7 separate regions of the Mus musculus genome follow, and all the other regions are linked to region 1. Evidence: chromatin contacts called from public Hi-C, HiChIP or PLAC-seq and promoter capture Hi-C data. All regions are on one chromosome and are shown on one strand. The core of a region is the stretch at or near the end of the contact, and the rest is flanking DNA. Distances in the headings are between cores, read along the strand shown. Region 1 holds the start of Ppif (peptidylprolyl isomerase F (cyclophilin F)). Region 2 holds the start of Slmap (sarcolemma associated protein). Region 3 has its middle 16 kb from the start of Gm41111. Region 4 overlaps Gm32008 (a long non-coding RNA gene). Region 5 has its middle 21 kb from the start of Gm41110. Region 6 overlaps Gm31775 (a long non-coding RNA gene). Region 7 overlaps Gm31775 (a long non-coding RNA gene).

Region 1 (2,700 bases), core at 58-2,557:
ACCCTAGACTAGGGACTGGTATACAACCCATCAAGGCCAGTAGCACAAAGCAGAGAGCTGTGGACCATCACAAGAGGGTTCAGGCTGCCATGTGTGAGGCGGGGAGCATGCCCTGATTTCATAGACTACTTGGACCAGCATGGCTTCTCCACACACACACACCCCCCAACTGAATCTTGGGTGGGACAGGCCAGGCTCCCCGGCTCCTAAGGCTCTCAGCTCCTTTCCTGCTCCCGCCTCTCAGGACCTTGGGACCTTGCACTGGAGATTCCCCGCTATGCTCTGAGCACACAGTCTAGGCTATGCCCATCGCTGTTGAACACAGAACAGCATTTAACAGTTAACAAATGCTTCTCTCTCTTGTTTGTTTATCCTCAGAACAGGTATGAGTAGAAAGCAGGGTAATTTCTCATCGCTTCCTTGGTTGCAGGACTGGCTGAATCCAGCAGTAGGGAACCAGGGTTTTCTAGCCCTAGTTAGAGCCTTTTTCTCTTTCTGAGCCTCAGTTTCCTAACTGTGTTGGCTCACATGCTCTCGCTGGCTGGCATTCATTTGATTCCCAGGCTGGTGCTGTGCCCAGTGCACCAGGGTTTAAAGTCCTGCCTGTGGCTCTTCTGCAGGCTCCTTTCCTTTTATATCACACACTGCCAACTTCCTGGCATCCCTAGAGAATGGTTGCTTAGGAAGTTACCTGCAGGTGTGGTGCAGTTGGCAAGGAAGTTTATTCCAGGTGAATGTAAATCTAGGGGGCATTCCAGGGGGTGTAAATCTAGCCCCGCACTCTGCTGGCCTGGCTGGAGGTGGTGGGAACAGACAAGGGCTGTCAGAGTGGGCTGGGACTGAGGCCTGGCAGATGCACTATTGGTTCGGCAAACTGTATTTTCAGTCCTGGCGGAGGATCTGGTCTCTAGAAGCAAAAGGAGACAAACTCAGCCCTGGAGCCGGCAGCCTGAGGTCACCTTGTGGGTGTCTTAGACTGTATCTCTGCTTCTCTGTTCTTTCTGTTATCTCTCCCTTTCTGAGCCACCTCAGATTCCCCCACCTACACCCCCCCACGTCTTTCTGAATCTCAGGATCAACCTTTCTCTTGATCTAGAAGCACTTTCAAAGGACTTCCGGCTCAGTGTGTAGGGATGGAGGGCGGGGCACAACGCACGAGCCGATTACGCTGCCAGCGGCAACCGGCAGGGGACGCTAGCGAACAGGTTCCGAGGGGGCGCGGCGGAGGCGTGGAGGGGGGCGTGGTCTCGAAGCCAGCCGACCAATAAAGGCGGCGGCGCGCGGCCTAGGTATCGCTTCCTGGGTCGTACGACCTTGCCTGTGTCTGCTCTGAGTTCTTCCGCGCGCCCTCGCCCGACCCGCGACAGCGATGCTAGCGCTGCGTTGCGGCCCCCGCCTGCTCGGTCTGCTCTCCGGCCCGCGCTCCGCGCCGCTGCTCCTCTCCGCGACCCGTACCTGCAGCGACGGCGGAGCCCGCGGCGCGAACTCTTCCTCCGGGAACCCGCTCGTGTACTTGGACGTGGGCGCCGATGGACAGCCGCTCGGCCGCGTGGTGCTGGAGGTGAGGCTTGGACATTTGGAAAACCTGGACTTCCCGGGCCCTGTACTGTGCCTGGCACATCAGGTGACCTTGAGCCTCAGTTTCCCTCTCTCAGAAGAGGCGGCATCAGCTTGGTCCGTTCGGGGCTTTTCAAAACCCTGGGGGGTGTGGAGGAAAAGGTCAAGGTCAGATCGTACTGAGTGACAGCCCACTGACCGGCCTGGACCGACGTTGGGCTTCCTAGACCCTCTGCGTCCGAGGTTGGACCCAGAGCTCTGGGGTGGGTAGCTGAGGTCCAGGTGTTGCCAGGTGCTCACGTGGTGGCCTGAGCGCACTCCGGATCCGCCCCCAAGGCCTGGTTGCCTAAGAGGAGACACAGGGAATGCAAGTGAGAAGGTTCTGGCTGCCCAAGCCCTCTCCATTCCCTGAGATTTGACCCTTAAAAAGAAAAGTAGGAAACAGACACCAAGGTTATCAGGAGGCCATCCCAGGAGCCTTTAGGCTGTTCTGCTTTGAACAAAGGTACCAGTTAGACTGCCGATCTACTGGGGGAGGGGAGCTGGCATTTTTTATTATGCCTCATTTTCCTCGTTTGGAAAATGAGGAGTACCTCCCCAACTCTGTTTGGTGAAGAGGGATTCTTAAGAGAAGTTGAGAGGCATGAGGCAGGCTTGGATGACGGTCCCCTCCTTCCCTTCTGTGAGCCTCAGTTTCCCCCAGCACTGAGGAAGGTCAGCTAATTCTAATGTGATACTTACTCTTGGTCCAGGGACTCATGCCGAGGGCCTCCAGCTGACATTTCTGTCCCGGAAGTGGGCCAGGATGGCACTAGTTTCTTCGGATAAGAAACTAAGGCTGTCTCAAGCAAGCTTTGGTTGGGTTCAGGAAGCAGCTGGCAGAAACGATAGTGGCTTTGGCAGTTCCGAGGAGGGTTGGTGGTCATGGAAGGGAATGGCCCTGTTCTTCTTTGTCATGATGCCCTGGCCTCTGGGTGTGAATGGTGAGGGGGATCTTTTTTGCACCTGCTTCTGGACTGACCATCCTTTTCTGTTCCTTTTCCTTCACCATAGTTAAAGGCAGATGTCGTGCCAAAGACTGCAGGTAAGGCTTACGTGGAAAGTGAGCCCGGCAAGGCTGGTGGGCTTGGCATGGAGTTAGGA
Region 2 (2,700 bases), core at 192-2,691, 840 kb after region 1:
AGAAAAGTGTCCTCTGGGAAGAAACCCTGAGATCGTTGCATACATTACACCTCTCAGAGAAGGTGAAGGGAAAGGAAAGGAAAGGAAAGGAAAGGAAAGGAAAGGAAAGGAAAGGAAAGACTGTCAAACACTATAGCGACATTACCTTGCTCGTCTTGTGATCAAACCAGACGAGGGCATGGTTCCTTGACAGCACTTTGCAATCAAAGGTGGCATTATTCTGCGCTGGTCGACAGCGTGCCACCGAGCGGCCGATCTTGATGGGCTCGTCCAGGTAGACATGACGCTCCTGAAACGGGTGCGAGTTCGGGCGGCAAGTGAAGATGGCCAAGGCTGACGGCATCGAGGACAGGCTGGGGGGTGTCTGGACCAGGGACAATGAGGAGCTCCTCCAGGTTCGGAATGCTCTTCTCAAGCCTACACCCCCTAACCCCCCAAAATTTTTAAATTAAAACAAACTGCGCATTGTCTAAGCATAACCAGTGAACATCAACAACTCTTCAATTGGGCAGGAGGACAAGCCAGCGCAAGCCCCATCACCTCCTTTAAAATACAGAGGCACCTTGACCAAAAAAAGTCCCCAACTAGCAGCTTTCAGTCCATCTTCCCTAGGAAGAAAAGGCTCAAACATTGGGCAGCTTCGGCCAAGAAAACTCCTGGAAGACAGTTTGGGGACAGGAGGTATCCGAGCAGATGAGTCACACACCAGTTCTTGTGTTTTGTTTGAGATCCCGGCCGCTTGTCCCCTTCGGTAGCGGAAACGGTGCAGCACTGCAGCATGAAGAGGGTTGACTCGCGCAGCCAGGAAGGTCCTTCGGGGCTCAAGGAAGAGGCGCGGAGGACCTCCGGGCAGCCACCGCGGGGCCTCGGGGCTGAGAAGAGGTGCGGGGACGGACGAGGAGGACTAGAGGGCCAGCGGGCCGGGCTGCATTGCCCTGCTGCGCCGAGGCCGCCCGGGAGTGGCAGGGGTCCCCGGCCCAGCGTGAGCCGAGGCTGCGATCCCGGGCTGGAGGCGTGGGAGGGCTGCCGGGGCACGGGCGGCGTCTGGGTCGCGAGTCCCGGGCACCTGACGGGTGTCCCCGCGACCAGGGCGGGGACCCGGCTCTGCAGGCCGGTGCGGACAGAGCGAGGAGCTACCCCGGGGAGGCTCGGGCGACCGGGCGGGCGAGCGGGCCGACGGGCGGGCCGGCGGGAAGTTGGTTTCTCGGAGCTCTCGGGCTCTGCTGCTCAGCACATGGGCCACCTCCCCTCAGGAGCGTCCTCGCGAGGGTCGCATCGCAGGGACTGGCGGCTCCCGCAGGACGACGGGGTGGGGGAGGGAGGCTGGCCCGGAGGTGGAGGGAGAGGCCTGGAGGCCGGGGCTGGGTCCGCCGCAGCCTCCTCCACTCGCAGCCAGTGCGGCAAGCTCAGGCGGTGGCGGACGAGGCAGGAAACTTTCCGACCTAGGCGGGGAGACACCAAAACAAACGGCAGTCAGGGACCGGCGCCCGCTCGCCTCAGCCCTCGCCCCCTTCAGCCAGCCCCCGCCAGTCCCCGGCCGCTGCCTCCGACCTCGGGCGACCTCTCCTTGCTCAGGCTACGGGATTCCGGAGCCAGGACGGAACGTCGGCTCCTTCCTCCCTTGCCGCCACCGCCGCCACCACCTCCGCCGCCGCCTCAGCTTACCTTGCCAGCGTTGGCCGCCATAGTGACTCTGACTGAAACCTACCGGGTGCACCGCCACGGGAACGCGCACCCTTTTCAAGGGCCCTCCTCCGCCGGCTCCCGTGCCGTAGATAGGGGGTATCATGTGATTGACGCCGTGGAAGCCATGTTTGTCACTGGCAGGGAAGAAGGCAAGCTTATTTTTAACATGACCCCTGGCGCCATCTTTGTTAAGGGCCAGAAGCTTCAAAGCTCCAGACAACCTTAAGGGCCATTTTGGTTAAGGGCAAGAGAAACTTTGAGGGGTTGAATGTTTCAAAAGCACACACAGCGGCAACATATGAATAAGAAAGTACCTACAAGTACCTACGTGTACTAAGTGTGTTTACTACAGTTCTCACTGAAAATACTAACACGTGCGGAGAATAATTCCATGCAAAGGACATACTCATTAGCAGTCATCGTAGCTGTGGGCAACTGAGTCACTCACCACTGCTCTACAGATGACCAAATTCCACAAGTCCCTAGACTTAATGACACCTGAAGGACTTTCCTCCCTCTGCTAATTCACCGGGCTTTATGAATTCCATCCCAAATTCCTGTCCTTTTCACTGATGCGACTATGTTTCTCAGAACTCCTTCGTGGGTTCTAACGTGGAGAACAGAAAGTTGTGGGGGGTTTTTTGGAGTGGGGGAGGATTTTGTTGGGGTAATGGTAGGGTTAGTGACAGGGTTTCTCTGGCTGTCCAGGAGCCCTTTAAGTAGATCAAGCTGGCCTACAACTCAGAAATCTACCTGCCACTGCCTCCAGCGTGTTGGGATTAAAGGTGTGCGCCACCACACCCTACTTGAGACCAGAAAGTTTTAAAACACGTTTCCAAAGAGGGGTCAAGGTCGAAAGTTACTAATAGGAAAATACAGAGAATAACCCAACCAACAATCCTGAAGTCTGTGTTAAGCCTGGGAATTGCGAGGAGAAAGACCAGTATGTATGGAGTCATTGTTCCAAAGAAGAAAAAACCGTGGCTCGAGCTGAAAGAAAACCTTAGGAAAGAC
Region 3 (2,700 bases), core at 148-2,647, 690 kb before region 1:
AGGGGGCTGGACTGGCTGCTCTTTATTCTCAACCTCGCAGGCATCTCTCCTATGAGATGGGAAGGGGGGGTCTCCTCGGCTAAAGATCAGAGAGATTCTTGCTGTGTAAAACACTCCCTAATCAGCCTTATGTCAGGTCCCCGCCCCCCGACTAACCACAGTGACAAGTCCCAGGAGTGTACCTTGTCAGGCTGTGAATAAAGTTCAGGCAGCTTGGATAATTACCCTGACACCGCCTAGAGTTAGCTTCCCAGCAGCTCGGGAGCAGGCCCTCCTGATTATAGGAACACACACACTGTGGCTTTGGGCAGTTTCGGGCAGTACCACCTCCCCCCTCTCCCCCCCCCACCCCCAGGTTGCAGCCTCCTGCCTGGGGTCAGAGACTCTGATACGGTTCAGTTCCCTGGGGTCTCAGGAGCTAGGAAGGTAGCGTTCTAACTTGGCTGTAGGGTTATTTTCCAAACACATTTGTGAGTGAGGCCTTGTAAGCCTGTCAGACAACTCTGTGCTGTTCTCACCTGGCTCTTGGACCTGCTGTGCCAAGGCTACTCCACAGTCACATCCAGTCACGGCAAGGCAGCCAGCACAAGCTACGTAGGGTGTGCCCTCCAGATTGTTCAGCTACCCCGCCTCTGGTGTGTGCCTCATCTTCCCAGGCCCCAGGTCGCTCAGCTCACCATTGAGCCATGTGGATTCTTTCTTCACTCCTACTGTTTCTCTAGTCATTTCTACAGTGAAATAGGATGTATCCCTGTTCATCTTTCAGCTTTGTATTCCACCGTACCCTTACCCCTGCACCCCCCCCCCTCTCTCTGTGTGTGTGTGTGTGTGTGTGTGTGTGTGTGTGTGTGTGTGTGTGTGTGTGAATCAGTCTGTGATGTTCAGAAGACAGCAGTATCTGATCCCCTGCAATGCAGTTATTGGTGAATGTGAACTACCACGGTGTGGATGGTGGGAAGCAGACCTGGGTCCTCTGCAAGAGCAATCGGTACTTGTAAGTGCTGAGTCATCTCTGTACCTCCCCACTTAAACCTGAGTTCTGAAGGTCGAAGCTCTGGTCCTAATGCTTGCATAGGGAGTTTCATAGTCCTCTGAAGGGTTAGGAACCCACATTTTTACAGAGCCCTGGGCTACGTTCATCATACTAAATACAGCAGTGTGCTTTTGAACACTTTCTCCAACCTAGAACACTGAGTGCTAGATTGGCACACACACACACACACCACACACACACACACACACACACACACACACACACACACACACACTCAGTCAACTCTCTCTGTAGTCTGACACCAGATGAAGAAGTCCTGTGTCTTGCAGAGATGGGGACTTTCTCAAGGTGATAGAGAGAACAAGGACTCCTGTGTCTTAGTCCAGAGTCCATAAGCTTTCAAGTTTCCTGTATGCTCTGCACAGAGTTCAAAGGTCTGTCCCAGGCGGAGACTTTCGTCTGGAGTGAGAAGTAGAGTAAGGGCCTTTTTTACACTGTATCTCCAAAACAGAGGAAACATCCTGAGCACCTACAACCAGGAAATGCCAGCTAGGAGCTGCTGGGAATGTCTCCACACGTGCCTTAAGCCCATGCTCTTCCAAAATACCATGCTTTGGTTTCCTTCTTTAAGGAAAGCAATGCCTATTAAAAGCTCCCTTCCTCTGTAAGTAGGAGTAGCAAAGCTGGTATAACAGTCAAAATTCTGTAGGCAAAAACTGGGGGGAAGGGATAGAAATATTTTCTATTGCTGAGGAGGAAGGGTACATATGTGTTATGCATGCATTATAATGCTGGTGCCGGACCTCAGAGCAAGTTGGTAGGAAAAAATGTCTTTAGATTTACCTTATGTGCATGTGTGGTTGGTGTAGGGAGAGTTTCAAGTGTGGGTGTGAGTGTATGTGCACAGTACAGCATGTATCCTGAGATCAGAAGACAATGCTCTGTGCTGTCCTCGTGGGCTTTGCACCATTGCTTGAGGCTGGGTCTCTCACTGTCCTGTCCTCTCACCGACTAGACCAGGCTGCCCAGTTCGCAGCCCTCACTTCCAAGGGTCCTCCTGTCTCTACCTCCCCTCTCGAAATTGCCGTGATTGTAGGTGAGGGCTACCGTGTCTGGCTTTTTAAGTGAGTTCTGAGGTTGCACACTTAGGTCCTCAGGCTTGTGAGACAAGTGGTATGCAACTAACTCATCTCTCCGGCCCTTCTGCTTAAAAGATCGTCTTCTTCCCATCTTCTTTTCTCTTCCTCTTTTCTTCTTCTCTGACATCCAGATAGTTTCACAGGTCAGCTTCCCACTGAGCTGTGTTGGACGGCTTCTGTTCACTCGTGAGGAAGGGGTGCAGGACAAACGAGTCAGCAGAGTACCTAGGCTTGCAAGTTGCTCACTTCTGGGCTGCAACCCAGCTCTGCCACTGGCGAGCCCTTCGTTCTGCCTCTGCCAAGCAGCTCTGTGTCTCTGAACCTCCATTTTTCCCCATCTATATTGGGAATAATAATAGTTTCAGTCTCTTGGTGTATTTCATAAAATAGGGAAATAAGTGTAGGCAGTGGCTGGTATAGGACCACAATTAATCCACAAGTCCAAAATTAGCATTCTGGAAACTTGAAGCTTTAAAATAACTTCTTTGGCAAGGAAATCTGATCCCAACTGATGGAGAGAACTTGAATTGTTATGGTGGTGACTGAGGCTTCTTTCTTCAGAGTAGG
Region 4 (2,700 bases), core at 125-2,624, 870 kb before region 1:
AAGTCTACTCAGCATCACCTTGATGTTAGATTTCTGGTCACTGGCATTGCGGGAAATAAATCACATTCTTGAAATACAATCTATGGTTGTGTTTTGATAGCAGACTACACTAAATAGTAGGGACCTCTGTTCAACCACTGGTACAGAGAAGCCAGCAGCAGAAGAGACCAAAGGTTTTACCCCTTCCCCAAGGCCTCAAAAGGGTTCTTCATTTTTTAGCAGGCAAGGTGTTTCCCTCGGGATGGGCTCTCATATAGCCCAGGCTGATCTCAACCATGAAATGTAGACAAGGCTGATACTGAAACTCCCAGTCTTCCTTCCTCTATCTTCCCATTGGTATGATAACAGGCACTTACCATCATGCCCTATTGGTATGGATTTCTCTTGTGGGTTCCAGCTGGTTTTACTGATCTGGGAATCGGGTGATATGTCAGAATCTCTTTGAGTCTTGGGATTCCCCAGTAGCTCTTGGACCGTGCTCACTGTATTCCATCTACCAGTGGTGAACTCGGAACCATCAGGCAAAGTTATAGCAGTGGACGGCATCTATCTGCATTCATGGAGCCTGAGCCTCAGCAGACTTTGACTTCTGACCTCTGCAGGGAAAAACCAGGCCTGTGGAAAAGGCTGATCTATGCTGTAGTTATCTGTCTCCCAGGATTAGAGGGCCAAGACAGAGGAGGTAGTTGTAAATCATCTAGAGTATAGTAAGTCAGAAGGTCCTTCCAGACCTTTCCATTCCTTTGGCAAGACTGAATGCAAAGAGAGCCCCGTTTCATGCTGAGGATGGGAGGGGATGACTTCTAAGAGCTAGGGGCCTTGCCACTTAAGCAAAAGACAACCCCTGCCCCTCCTCCCCACAATCCAGCTCCCCGCCCCCAGCCCCGGCCTCCCCTGGCATCTATAATTCCGTTTGTTGTGCTCGCAAACACCGTGTTGGAAGATTTCATGCTAATGAAAGGGTTTCTTGATTAGGTTACACTGTTACTGTAAATGTTCCCTCATTATCTATGTTATGGTAGGAATTTGAAAAAGTATAAATTGAGCGTCTTGCATAATTTATAAAACTTGAATGTTTCCTAATTAGTTCGGTTAGGTTAATGATGGTGCCTGGCGTCACTTCTTCCTGGTCTCTGCTAATGACCTTTCCCCTCGTCTTGCTGTCTTTCCCTCCCCACCACCAGCCCCTCCCCCATGTCCCCAACCACCAGCTTCCAGAGTGGCCTCCTCCATCAGGTGGGAGGAAGCAATGCCTTTGCAAAAATATGAATAGCTCCTTTTTCTCTCTCTCTTTCTCTTTCTGCATCTGCCACCCCGCCTCCAGGCCAAGAGGCAGCCTGCTTGAGGTCGGCCAGCTAGAAATCTGGTGCAGGCCAATCCCCCAAGAATGCCTGCCGTGAAGTGCATTCCGTTAGCTTTTGCTTAGAGACTGGCCTCTATTAACAGCCTGAGAAGGGAAAATGCTGGAGGAGGTGGGGGAGGGAGAAAAAAAAACCCTCTCCAAAGGGTTCTAAAATAACATTTGCATCCCCAAGTAATTCCCAGCTCTCCCTGGCAACCATTCATTTCTTCCAAACAGCAGAAATTTGCAATATGAAAGTGGATTGGCTTCTCCCTCCCTTGGGGCCCCTGTATCTCTTCATCCAGCGCCTTGGGTAAAAAGCAATGCATACGTTTACAATATAAATGTGATTTAATCGACCTCCCTGTCAGGGAGAAATGGCAAGCATATCAAACAAGACCAAGATGTTAGAAAGAAAAATCATAAATTATTCCTGTGACGAGTTTCTGAGCCGCCTCCTGGACTACTAGATGATGCTATATAAGGCTCTTCCTTGAAACGATAATTAAGATAATTCTGTATGACAAGGAGAAAAATGTCCAGCTTTGTATGAAATGTGCTTCGTGTTAGCAAGCTGAATGCTTGGTATTGATTACTCTCTCTGCACCCTCCCCACAACCCCACCGCCTGAGATCCAAGGCTAAAATTAATTGAACGATGAAACATCTCATCTCTTGAATCCTTATTTACCGAACATGCTTCCTAGAAGCCATGCAAAGTGGGCTGGCCTCTAATTCTCTAAATTGATCTCTTCCTTTGGCGGTGTCTGGGAGACCACGCACATGTGTACAAATGCACGCACGCGCACAACCCCCCCTCCTCTGAGTGCCCATTGTTCTCTCTGGAAGGCACCACATTCCCCAAGGAGGCAGGTTTGATGGACATATCAGTACAGCAGAGTCCTAACTCTTCTGTTAGGAGAGCACCATGGGGCTCTCCTACAAAAATGTGCCCAGTGCCTGAGGTCTCTAACGGAGACAGCTGCAAATAGGACCTATATTACTCTCTCTGGCCCTTGCAATCTACAAAACTACATCTGGCTCCTGTCTAGCCTAGCATTGATCCTCCCCTCCCCCTCCCCAAACCCTCCAGTGTGTAGTAGGGGCCAAGAGAAGCCACAGTTTCTCCTCTCCCATTCTGTCTGCTGTATCCTAGGCAGTCATTTCCTCCTGTGACAGGCACCAGGCAATTCTGGGCTGAGAGAAATGCTTTATGGGCTCGGCTCTGCTGGCTTTCCAGGGCTCTATTTCATCCTGACTGCAGTGCTGCCGCAGTGGTGCTGGGCCTCAGCTAGTTAATCCACTATGGGTGTCTGCTGCAGAGCTCTTGTGTCTCCAGTCTGGGAAGATAGCAGGGGC
Region 5 (2,816 bases), core at 35-2,534, 780 kb before region 1:
GGAACCACTGAGTCAGATGAGGCCGAGCAAGCATCTTGAGAGCATTAAGTCTACTGCTATGTCTCACTGCTGTCCTGGGGGTTGTGGCATCCAAGGCCCTCTAACTTAATTTATCCCAAGCTGCCCCTTCCCTTGGCAGCACAACAAATATCATTTGTTCGCCAGCAGCTTCCCCTTGGGAAATGAGGCTCTTGTTCTGGTTGAAAAAGGTACCCTGAGAAGAATGAGCAGATGAAGGCACAGGGATGGGACACAGGGATGGGCACAAGAGATGCTTCTGGCAGAGATGCCTGTGTTCAGATTATAAAGGGAATGAGGCATAGAGGTGGGAAAGGTTCAGTAGTGCAGGTGGGTGCTACAGTTTTGATCTATAATTTTCTCCAAGGCCAATGAATTGAAGGGTTAGTCCTCAGCATAGAGCTAACTAGGAGGAGGTGGCACCTTTTTGGAGGTCCCCCTAGTAAGGGACCTTTATGTCATTAGGGGTTATTTTTGGAGTTGGAGAGAATAAGAAACCCCTCTCTTTTCCTTTCTCTCTTACCCACGATTCAAGTGGTTTTGTTCCTTTATATGTTCCCACCACAACAGACTTCCACAGGCCCAAAGTAAGACATCTAAAGCATGAGCTAAGAGAAACCTTTTCTCTTTATATGTTGTTTTGTCTCGGGAACTGTTCTAACAGCAGAGAACTGACTGACACAGTGGTCACCCTTACTGGTAATGGGTGAGAATGGCACATGTCCAATTCGGCTGAGGCTGCTTCACTAAATTGAAAGGGGAACAGTGATGCATTAGGTGGCTAGATAGAGACACAATCTGTTTGTGGGGGCTAGAGATGGCAATGGCGGGCACAGGGCACTGTTTACAGACCTCTCCATTACTTTGGGGAACCCACTGTATTCTAATGAAGGCTGATGCCCAACAGAGTAAAGGCCTCTTTGCCAAACCCAAGGCTGAAGGCCACCCCTTCACAGAGGGTAGGTAGCATTCTTCCACACATTCCTTCCTGTCAGGCAAGAGGTGCCACAGGAGAGAGATGTCATTCTATTTCTAAGATTGTCTAAAGATTCCAAAAAGCTTCCGCTCAGCCCCAAAGCCAGAGGAGAAAGAGAGAGAAGTGTTTTCCAGGCCTGGGCAAACCTGGATGTGCGCAGCAGAGAAGGCAGGACTGTTAATTAAAACCCACCTGGGACTGTGCCAAATGGGAGAGAAAGACTTGGGACCAGGAGCCTGGGCGAAGAGAAGGAGGGAGGAGGTAGCGGTCTATTTATAAGCCACTTCTGGCACAGTCTGCCCAAGTTCTTCCAACTAAGGAAATGCTTGCATCCCTGTCTGAGACAGCATCTGATCACTGTGGCTCTGGTTGAAGACAGTTTTAGCCTTCTGCAGACACACGTAAAATCTACATCCGCTGTCCAGTGTGTGTGTGTGTGTGTGTGTGTGTGTGTGTGTGTGTGTGTGTGTGTGTGTAGGGGGAGAGAGTAGTAAAGTCCTTCTGTGGGATGCAGACTTCCCTGGAGGGTCAAGAAAAAGATGTGCCCAGAACTGGTCTGAGTCAGACCCCTGAGCATCTTTTCATACAGGCTCTGCCCTAATCTTGCTGCTGGACAGAATCTCCCATCCCGAGGGAGGGTCCACCAGACCCCTCCTCCTCTCACAGGCTACCAGGTCATTACCTCCTGAGTTCATTTTCCCCTGCTTGGTTTTATTTACTCTATGTCACACTGATTGCCCCAGGCCTGGCCCCCAGATACATCTTGGGTATATAATGGCATATTGGAGGTGAGAATAAGATACAGCTTTCTCTGCTGCCCTTGAATGCTTACACATATGCCTGGCTAGGAAGCCACCCCTCAAGGACATTGAGGTACATTCTGGAACCTCTCAGTCATTTTCAAGAGTAGAAATAATCCCCTTCTCAATACGTGAGCCATCAGTGTAGACCAGGCACAAGCTCTGTCCACATTTGCTTCAGAGCTACTTTCCCGACCACATGGGTGGCCTGGTGACAGGTGACAGGTGACACTGTATGTTTCTCTTTCTTACTATGTAGTTATAAATTTAGTTATGTCTCCCCTAACTAAGTGCATTGACACCCCCAGGTTTTTAGATGTGTCTAGAAGTTGAGGTCTTATAGAGTTGAGTCAGTTAAAATGTTGACTCTAAATGGGACACTGAGTCAGTCTAACTGACTCCTTGTATGAAGAGGAAGTGTGGACACAGGACAACAAGGAGGGAAAACATAGAGACGCTTAGAGAGGAGACATGGAAATGGGGCATGATGGAGTACTGCATCTCCCAACTGAAGAGCCCCTAGAACACCAGGCACCAGCAGCCAGGAAGGATTCTCCCTAGAGCTACAGTAAGCATAGCCTCATCAGCAACCCTGCTAGGACCTGTATCCTCCACAGTGGTGGGACTGTGTATATGTGTTGTTTGAAGCTAATCTTTGTGGGATCTCATTACAGCAGCCAAAGGGATAAATGAACATCTGTCTTTCCCCTCTGGTTTCCCAGGGCAGTCAAGAGAGGATGCTGTGGAGGAGGAGGAGTGCTTTCTACAAAGGTGTTGAGGTCTGTGCCTAAGCTACCATGATTTGAGGGGTACTGTGTTCTTATGGTCTCCTCCTGTCTCACACAGCCCAGGGCTCTACCAGTTGACTTTTTGTCCCTTCTTCTTGGCTCTGGGGAAGCCTGCACCCTCTCTCTACTACAACAGGGACCTACTGACTGCTTACTCCATCCCACCCACAGCTTGGGCTCTATTCTCAATAGAGCATCTCTCAGCCCTAGTCCTGGAGGTGAAATGGATACTTC
Region 6 (2,700 bases), core at 141-2,640, 960 kb before region 1:
TGCTGTGATGACAATCAAATTCTAATGTCTTGGAGCAAGCAAGATGGCTCGTTGGGTAAAGGTACTTGCTGCCAAGACTTATGACCTGAGTTGACCATGATGGAAGGAGAGAACTACTTTTCTAATATTGTCCTCTGACCTCCACACACATACTCTGGCATGTACACCCACCCCTACCCACACCCCACCCTGACACATATCATCACCTCCCATACAAAATAGTTGCAATTAAAAATTTAAAAATATTCAACCTGAGTCTTGGAGAGAACAAACCATGTTCTAGGCCATGTCCCAGGGACACACAGCTGGCCTCCTCGACAAACTTTGACTTCTAATTGTTAGTCCTCCTTGGCCCTGCTGAAGGCTAATGTTCCTATCCATTCTCCTGTCTGGCCCTGTCCTGTCCTGTCCCCCTCCCTCTGAGGCTGGTGGCTGGCTCTCAAGTTATACCTGAATCTGTTCTCTGTTCTATTCAAACTCTTCCCAGTCTGGCCATCTGAGCTCTATAATAGCACCCTATGAACAAAGCTATGCAAATAAAGAGACGTGGGCTCTTGGGGTGAAGTTTCTCCTGCTCTCCAAGACACTCTCTTCCTTCTGGTAAATCTCCCTTATTGGAAAGATATAGAATGTTGTTTACTTCTTGACACGAGGAAGAAAACAGAATGAAATGTCTCCAAGGGGCCAGGGATTGTACAGCTCACCTTATCTGACCCTTGGAGGAAGAATGCCTGCATCTACCTTACAGAAAAGGAACTGAGGTTATAGAGTTCACAGAACTTATGCTAAGTCAGGCCGAAGACTCAAGTCCACAGACATGACACTATCATCCTCTCTGTGTGGGTACCCTGCTTTGGGTATGTAGCTGTGTTCCTATGGCAAGGATGTGAACAGATCTGATCTGAAGACCACTGTTTTCCTTCCAGCCTCTGTCCATTGCAGACATAGTACACAGATTTTGGAGGCTGTAAAGTTGGGTTTGCCCAGAAACACACCAGAGAGGCAGGTATGCAGGCAGCCTAAGATGGACCAGAAGGGTAAGGCTTTCGTCTGGACTAGAAGGGTAAGGCCTCCTTTGCTTCTTTTTTCTTCTCCCCTTGGCTCAAAGAAGTATGGCTTGGGTTTTGCAAAGCCAAGCTGAGGACTTTTGCCAGCCTTCAGGCTGCTTAGCCCCATTCAGATGCATCAAACTCACAGAACATCTCTCCCCAGCTGCAGGCTTATGGAATAGGAAAACCACTCATTTCCCTTCGAGAGAGAGAGGGAGAGGGGCGCCCAAAGCAGATATTTCAATATATTCCAATTTAGCCAAGGGAAGCCAGAACATGGATGTTGTTGCCAAGGAAACCACCTCCTTCCTCCCAGTGTGCTGTGCATACGTGTATCACTCCATCTCTTGGCTCTCCAAGGTAATATCATAGCCCTGTGCTTGGGGGAGGGTTTTTAAAAAGGCATATAAAACCTCTTAGCATTGAGAAGATTCATTAAATGACCTCACTCCAGAGAAGCTTAAATTATTCTTTTTAGAGCTTTTTATGCTAGAGACAGGGAAATGGCTGAGTCAGTCCTATCTCTTGTAATCCCAGCTCAGTGTGGGTGGAAAGGATTTTTCAGAAACAAACAAATCAGTGTAGGGAAGTGCACACACACACACGTGTGTGTGTGTGTGTGTGTGTGTGTGTGTGTGTGTGATAATAAGAAAGCTGATTTATAGCTTCAATGTCACCAGCTAATTCATCCGAGAAGATCTGCTAAGACCACCTTGATCCACAGCCCTCCTGGGTGGGAGAATACACTTCACGGAGCTGGCCTCAAAGCTGAGAGAGGGGGCAGCTTTGCAAGGCCACCTGTCAAAGAATCCAAGAACTGCATGGGGATTTCTGTTGTTCAATCTACCGAGCCTTGGGCTTTTATTTTATTTTATTTTGTCCCTGGCTGGTGTCTGGTCTGAATCTCCTCTCACCTTCTCAGTCATGCCTGCCCTGTGGTCTGTGGTCTGCTGTTAACGTTACTCCAACACCACCACCACCACCAGGCCAACCCAACGCCAACTCCATTCTCCCCTCTCATCACAGAGCTCCGAAGCTGCTCAGCATCCTTTCTGCCCTTCCGAGCTTCTGGTGCTGGGACAACCCCTGCCCACTGGACATATAGATAAATATTGGGGTTCCTCTTTCAGTTAGTGACATAAGCTTAGGATTTTGTTTTACATGTGAGAGAGGGTCCTGGGGGCAATTTTGGATGTGATAGCATAGAAGATGAACATTTGCATCTGGAGGGCCTCAGAGACCCAGATGTTGCCACCCAGGACACCCCTACAGCTCGTAGTTATTCACCCCTAAACCCAACAGTGTCAAAGCTGAGAGACACTGGCTTCTTCCCATCCACTTTGTTCACTCGTTTAAAAAATGACTTATTTTATTTCATGTGTATGCATGTGTGTCTGGTTGCATGTATGCGTGTTACATGCAAGCAGGTGTCTGTGGAGGTCAGGAGAGGGTGTTGGATCCCCTGGAGCTGGAGTTACAGGAGGTTGTGAGCCACTGATGTATGGGCTGGGAACCAAGCCTGGGTCCTTGGCAAAGGCAAGCAAGTGTTCTCAACTGTTCTCCCTTCTCTCAGTCTACTTACGCTGCACCAGCCTGTCAGCCCACGTCTAGAGACAAAAACTGAACAAGATGGATACCATTTTGCCGTTTT
Region 7 (2,759 bases), core at 14-2,513, 920 kb before region 1:
TATTTCTCCAGTTTTTCCAGGCTCAAGGCTCTGGTTCTCCCTCCCCACCCCCACCCCCCACCCCCATTGACTGGATATAATCAGATTATCTCTCTAGTAACCTGACCCCTCTGCCTGGCCTCAGGTCTCCCTTTCAAGGACTGTCCCCAGGGCAGTTTGGCAAGAATATCCTTGTATTTCAGAATGTACCCCCCCTCCTGGCCCCTGGGTGGGGGGCTGGGAAGTGGGTTTGGACAAAGGTCCTGTGTGTGCATAGGGACAATGGATGGGGGAGGTTACAGAAATGAGGTCACAGGCTTCTCCAGAGCATGAAGACTGGGGAAGGGGGATGTTTTGAATGCAAGCTGAAGAAATTGACCATCGTCATCCTCCTACCCTTAGTGACAGCAGAAGTTGTGATACCCTGAAATATCGGGTAGCCATTGTGTGCTGTATTTCCAGATGGATGGCAGGTCCAGAGAGCCCTGGATGCCTGGAGAGGAGCACTCAAGGCATAGAATGATGGAGGGCTTCCTAGCAGAGGTGGCCTGAGGCTGGGAGACAAAGACTAAAGCCCATGAGGGGAACAGAGTATTTCAAGGAGCCTGAGGATCCCTTTAGTGAGTGGCCAGAGAGGAGGCTGGTGGGAGAGCATCTGGCCCACCCCAGAGCCTGGCTTCTCCTCAACCAACCTTCTTTCTCTGCACAAGTCATGCTAGAACACAATCAATTGAAAAAAATACCCACGTAAGCCAAAAGATGCTCAGGGCTGTGTGTCCCCAAGTGGTAGCAGCAGGATTTGCACCCAGGTCTTTGGGGGCTTTGGGAACCTCAGTTCTTTTCTGGGCTTACACCCAAACTTCAGCTGGGAGTGTGTGAAAGACCTTTGGAGACTCACAGGTCTCAAGAGGCAGGACAAGGTGAGGGTAAGAGTGTTGGAAAGTAAGATAGGCAGGAAGTCAGATGGGCAGATGGGCGGTGGGATTCACTCGGCCAACTGAATCTGCCTCCTTTCAGCTTACCTTCTTCCTCTCTAAACCAGGCATATGGAAGTATCCATATCCTGGAGCTATTGTGAGGATTAAATACAAATAGCTTACAATAGTGCCTGCTGCTGTGAATCTTAGCCATTGTGGTCCAGGATAGAGTCTGGAATGTAGTGGGCTCAGGTCTTGAGAGAGCACTCCACAGAAATAGCAAGACATATCATCCACGCCCTTCCCATGTTGGTGAATCTGCTCTTGAGTTGGCAGAACACTCCATGTTCTGCAGAAAGTGACTCATGCCCACCTCTGAATGGAAGAGTCCCTCAGCCTCCTCCTCCAACATACTCAGAAGCTGAGCTGCTTAGAGACTCTAAGGGAGCAAGTGAGCAGCAGGGTCCTACCAGGCTCCTGAGTGCTAGCTCAGGGTCTCTTGGCTCTGAAACAGGTACTTTCTTTCTTGCAGACAAACAAAAGCCTCATAGAGCAAGCAGTGTTTGGGCACTCTTATTTGCAATTGCTAATGAGAATCAGGGCTGTTCTCCCTCCAAAGCCTCAGTCTCTTTTTTAATGTTTCTAGAAACATGGGATGATCTTCCTGCCACGCTGATGAAATATTAGCCATTATTTCTCTGTTAGTTCCCACTGGGAGTCAGTTCCTGACAAGGGGCGCCCAGAGCTCCGGAAGCTGGAGAAAGCCTTGTGTGATTTGTGTGAACCTTGCTAACATCTCTGCTCTAAGCAGAGGGCTACACCCAACAGAAAATGGCTTCATCTTCTCTTTCCACACCTGGCTTGCTGCCCAGCTGAGCTTTCTCCACTCAGGGAAGTGAAACAAAGAGCCTCCACTGTGGTCTTAGCGCCTCACCCCTGCTGCACAGGTCACAGGTCTGAGGGTACTTTTTCCATGAGCAATGGCCACTTCTCTCCTGGAAGCCTACTTCTTAGCCTAATCTAAGGTTGTCATTTCCCTAGATTGTTCCATGGACATCTTAACTGGCCTCACCACTTCCACCCTCCGCTGTGGGCACAGAAGATATCTTTAGGATTCCTCTTTAAGGAGCATGTGTCCCTTTCCCTGTCTGTGGGTTCAAATCCAAGGTCAACTGATTCTGGAGCAAACATACTTGGAATAAACGTCAGATCTACTCTGGACATGGGTTGTCTTTTTTGTCCTCACTGTTTCTGGAAAAAACACAGTGTCGTAGCTCTTCCCACAGCACTGAGCACTGAGGCATCTGACTCTGTGTGCCAAGGAAGGTTTGACAGGCTATATGCGAACACTGCAGCACTTTAAACAGTTGCCTGAACTCTGCCAAGCTTTGTATCCAGTCGGGACCCAGAGAGGACCCAGAGCATCATGGATAACAAAAGAAAACAAGTACCACTTTGCAGTTTCTGTGAAACTGGGAATTAAATCTATGTTAGGCAAATGATCTACCACTGAGCTATATTCTCAGCTATTTTTAAGGTTCTTTGGTTTTTGTTCAGGGTCTCGTGTAGACTAGGGTCACTTCAAATTTACTATGGAAGAGAGGATGAGTCTGTAAACTTCTGATCCTCCTGCCTCTATTTCCTGAGAAATGGGATTACCAGAATACCACTACATCCAGTTTCATGTGGTACTGGAGACAGAACCTACGGATCCCTGTACGCTAGATATCATAGTTAAGGTTTCTCTTGCTGCAACAAAGCAACATGGCCAAAAGTCAAGTTGGAGAGAAAAGGATTGATTTGGCTGGCACTTCCACATTGCTGTGCATCACTGAAGGAACTGAAATGGCATGATCTGGAGGC

What was found. Promoter capture Hi-C pulls out the DNA fragments that hold promoters and counts their contacts. A called contact is a pair of places that touch in the nucleus more often than the background predicts. HiChIP or PLAC-seq counts read pairs in DNA pulled down with a chosen protein or histone mark.
Region 2: a contact with region 1 is called in a Hi-C map of CD8 T cells, with 6 times the contacts expected there. The contact joins the promoter of Slmap here to the promoter of Ppif in region 1. A contact is called at or near these places in 4 of 39 promoter capture datasets (the 3T3-L1 cell line, cranial neural crest, pre-B cells and 1 more), 2 of 484 Hi-C or Micro-C datasets (CD8 T cells and embryonic stem cells) and 2 of 115 datasets of contacts at active chromatin or transcription factors (both in embryonic stem cells).
Region 3: a contact with region 1 is called in a promoter capture Hi-C map of second pharyngeal arch cranial neural crest, with 5 times the contacts expected there. The contact joins the enhancer-like site here to the promoter of Ppif in region 1. A contact is called at or near these places in 10 of 39 promoter capture datasets (the 3T3-L1 cell line, the C10 cell line, embryonic stem cells and 4 more), 1 of 15 datasets of contacts at CTCF or cohesin (large pre-B cells), 5 of 484 Hi-C or Micro-C datasets (the HL-1 cell line and embryonic stem cells), 7 of 115 datasets of contacts at active chromatin or transcription factors (the SCID.adh cell line, astrocytes, bone marrow-derived macrophages and 4 more) and 2 of 9 other capture datasets (embryonic stem cells and embryonic tail).
Region 4: an H3K4me3 HiChIP or PLAC-seq map of forebrain shows a contact between it and region 1, with 3 times the contacts expected there. The contact joins the enhancer-like site here to the promoter of Ppif in region 1. A contact is called at or near these places in 4 of 39 promoter capture datasets (the 3T3-L1 cell line, cranial neural crest, liver and 1 more), 4 of 115 datasets of contacts at active chromatin or transcription factors (cardiomyocytes, forebrain, large pre-B cells and 1 more) and 1 of 9 other capture datasets (macrophages).
Region 5: a Hi-C map of cortical neurons shows a contact between it and region 1, with 2.7 times the contacts expected there. The contact joins the enhancer-like site here to the promoter of Ppif in region 1. A contact is called at or near these places in 2 of 39 promoter capture datasets (hippocampal neurons and liver), 1 of 484 Hi-C or Micro-C datasets (cortical neurons) and 2 of 115 datasets of contacts at active chromatin or transcription factors (embryonic stem cells and large pre-B cells).
Region 6: a promoter capture Hi-C map of hippocampal neurons shows a contact between it and region 1, with 4 times the contacts expected there. The contact joins the enhancer-like site here to the promoter of Ppif in region 1. A contact is called at or near these places in 13 of 39 promoter capture datasets (the 3T3-L1 cell line, 3T3-L1-derived adipocytes, cranial neural crest and 8 more), 1 of 15 datasets of contacts at CTCF or cohesin (pro-B cells) and 5 of 115 datasets of contacts at active chromatin or transcription factors (bone marrow-derived macrophages, embryonic forebrain, embryonic midbrain and 2 more).
Region 7: a contact with region 1 is called in an H3K4me3 HiChIP or PLAC-seq map of forebrain, with 6 times the contacts expected there. The contact joins the enhancer-like site here to the promoter of Ppif in region 1. A contact is called at or near these places in 10 of 39 promoter capture datasets (the 3T3-L1 cell line, 3T3-L1-derived adipocytes, the C10 cell line and 7 more), 2 of 15 datasets of contacts at CTCF or cohesin (large pre-B cells and pro-B cells), 6 of 484 Hi-C or Micro-C datasets (cerebellar granule neurons, cortical neurons, embryonic fibroblasts and 3 more) and 6 of 115 datasets of contacts at active chromatin or transcription factors (craniofacial prominence, embryonic forebrain, embryonic limb bud and 3 more).

The regions. Positions count from the first base shown.
Region 1 is chr14:25,692,863-25,695,562 of GRCm38.p6, forward strand. Ppif (peptidylprolyl isomerase F (cyclophilin F)) reads left to right here and starts at 1,308. Exons shown (of 6, transcript NM_134084.1): 1 at 1,308-1,561; 2 at 2,611-2,641. The coding sequence starts at 1,370.
Region 2 is chr14:26,533,183-26,535,882 of GRCm38.p6, forward strand. It overlaps Slmap (sarcolemma associated protein), which reads right to left and starts at 1,442. Exons shown (of 23, transcript NM_001310445.1): 1 at 146-1,442. The coding sequence starts at 343.
Region 3 is chr14:24,997,799-25,000,498 of GRCm38.p6, forward strand. No RefSeq gene overlaps it. Among named protein-coding and RNA genes, the nearest start is that of Gm41111, 16 kb to the left of the region's middle. Within about 2 kb of position 1,398, at least 36 of the 459 cell types and tissues checked have an H3K27ac peak or open chromatin away from gene starts, as enhancers often do. A contact at or near this core is called in hippocampal neurons and second pharyngeal arch cranial neural crest, where this site is marked.
Region 4 is chr14:24,825,312-24,828,011 of GRCm38.p6, forward strand. All of the region lies in intron 2 of Gm32008 (a long non-coding RNA gene), which reads left to right. Among named protein-coding and RNA genes, the nearest start is that of Gm31951, 3.7 kb to the right of the region's middle. Within about 2 kb of position 1,375, at least 40 of the 459 cell types and tissues checked have an H3K27ac peak or open chromatin away from gene starts, as enhancers often do. A contact at or near this core is called in forebrain, where this site is marked.
Region 5 is chr14:24,910,562-24,913,377 of GRCm38.p6, forward strand. No RefSeq gene overlaps it. Among named protein-coding and RNA genes, the nearest start is that of Gm41110, 21 kb to the left of the region's middle. Within about 2 kb of position 1,285, at least 29 of the 459 cell types and tissues checked have an H3K27ac peak or open chromatin away from gene starts, as enhancers often do. A contact at or near this core is called in cortical neurons, where this site is marked.
Region 6 is chr14:24,730,756-24,733,455 of GRCm38.p6, forward strand. All of the region lies in intron 1 of Gm31775 (a long non-coding RNA gene), which reads left to right. Among named protein-coding and RNA genes, the nearest start is that of Gm31838, 49 kb to the right of the region's middle. Within about 2 kb of position 1,391, at least 34 of the 459 cell types and tissues checked have an H3K27ac peak or open chromatin away from gene starts, as enhancers often do. A contact at or near this core is called in hippocampal neurons, where this site is marked.
Region 7 is chr14:24,770,593-24,773,351 of GRCm38.p6, forward strand. It overlaps Gm31775 (a long non-coding RNA gene), which reads left to right. Exons shown (of 3, transcript XR_874414.2): 3 at 1,938-2,117. Among named protein-coding and RNA genes, the nearest start is that of Gm31838, 9.1 kb to the right of the region's middle. Within about 2 kb of position 1,264, at least 50 of the 459 cell types and tissues checked have an H3K27ac peak or open chromatin away from gene starts, as enhancers often do. A contact at or near this core is called in cortical neurons, forebrain and hippocampal neurons, where this site is marked.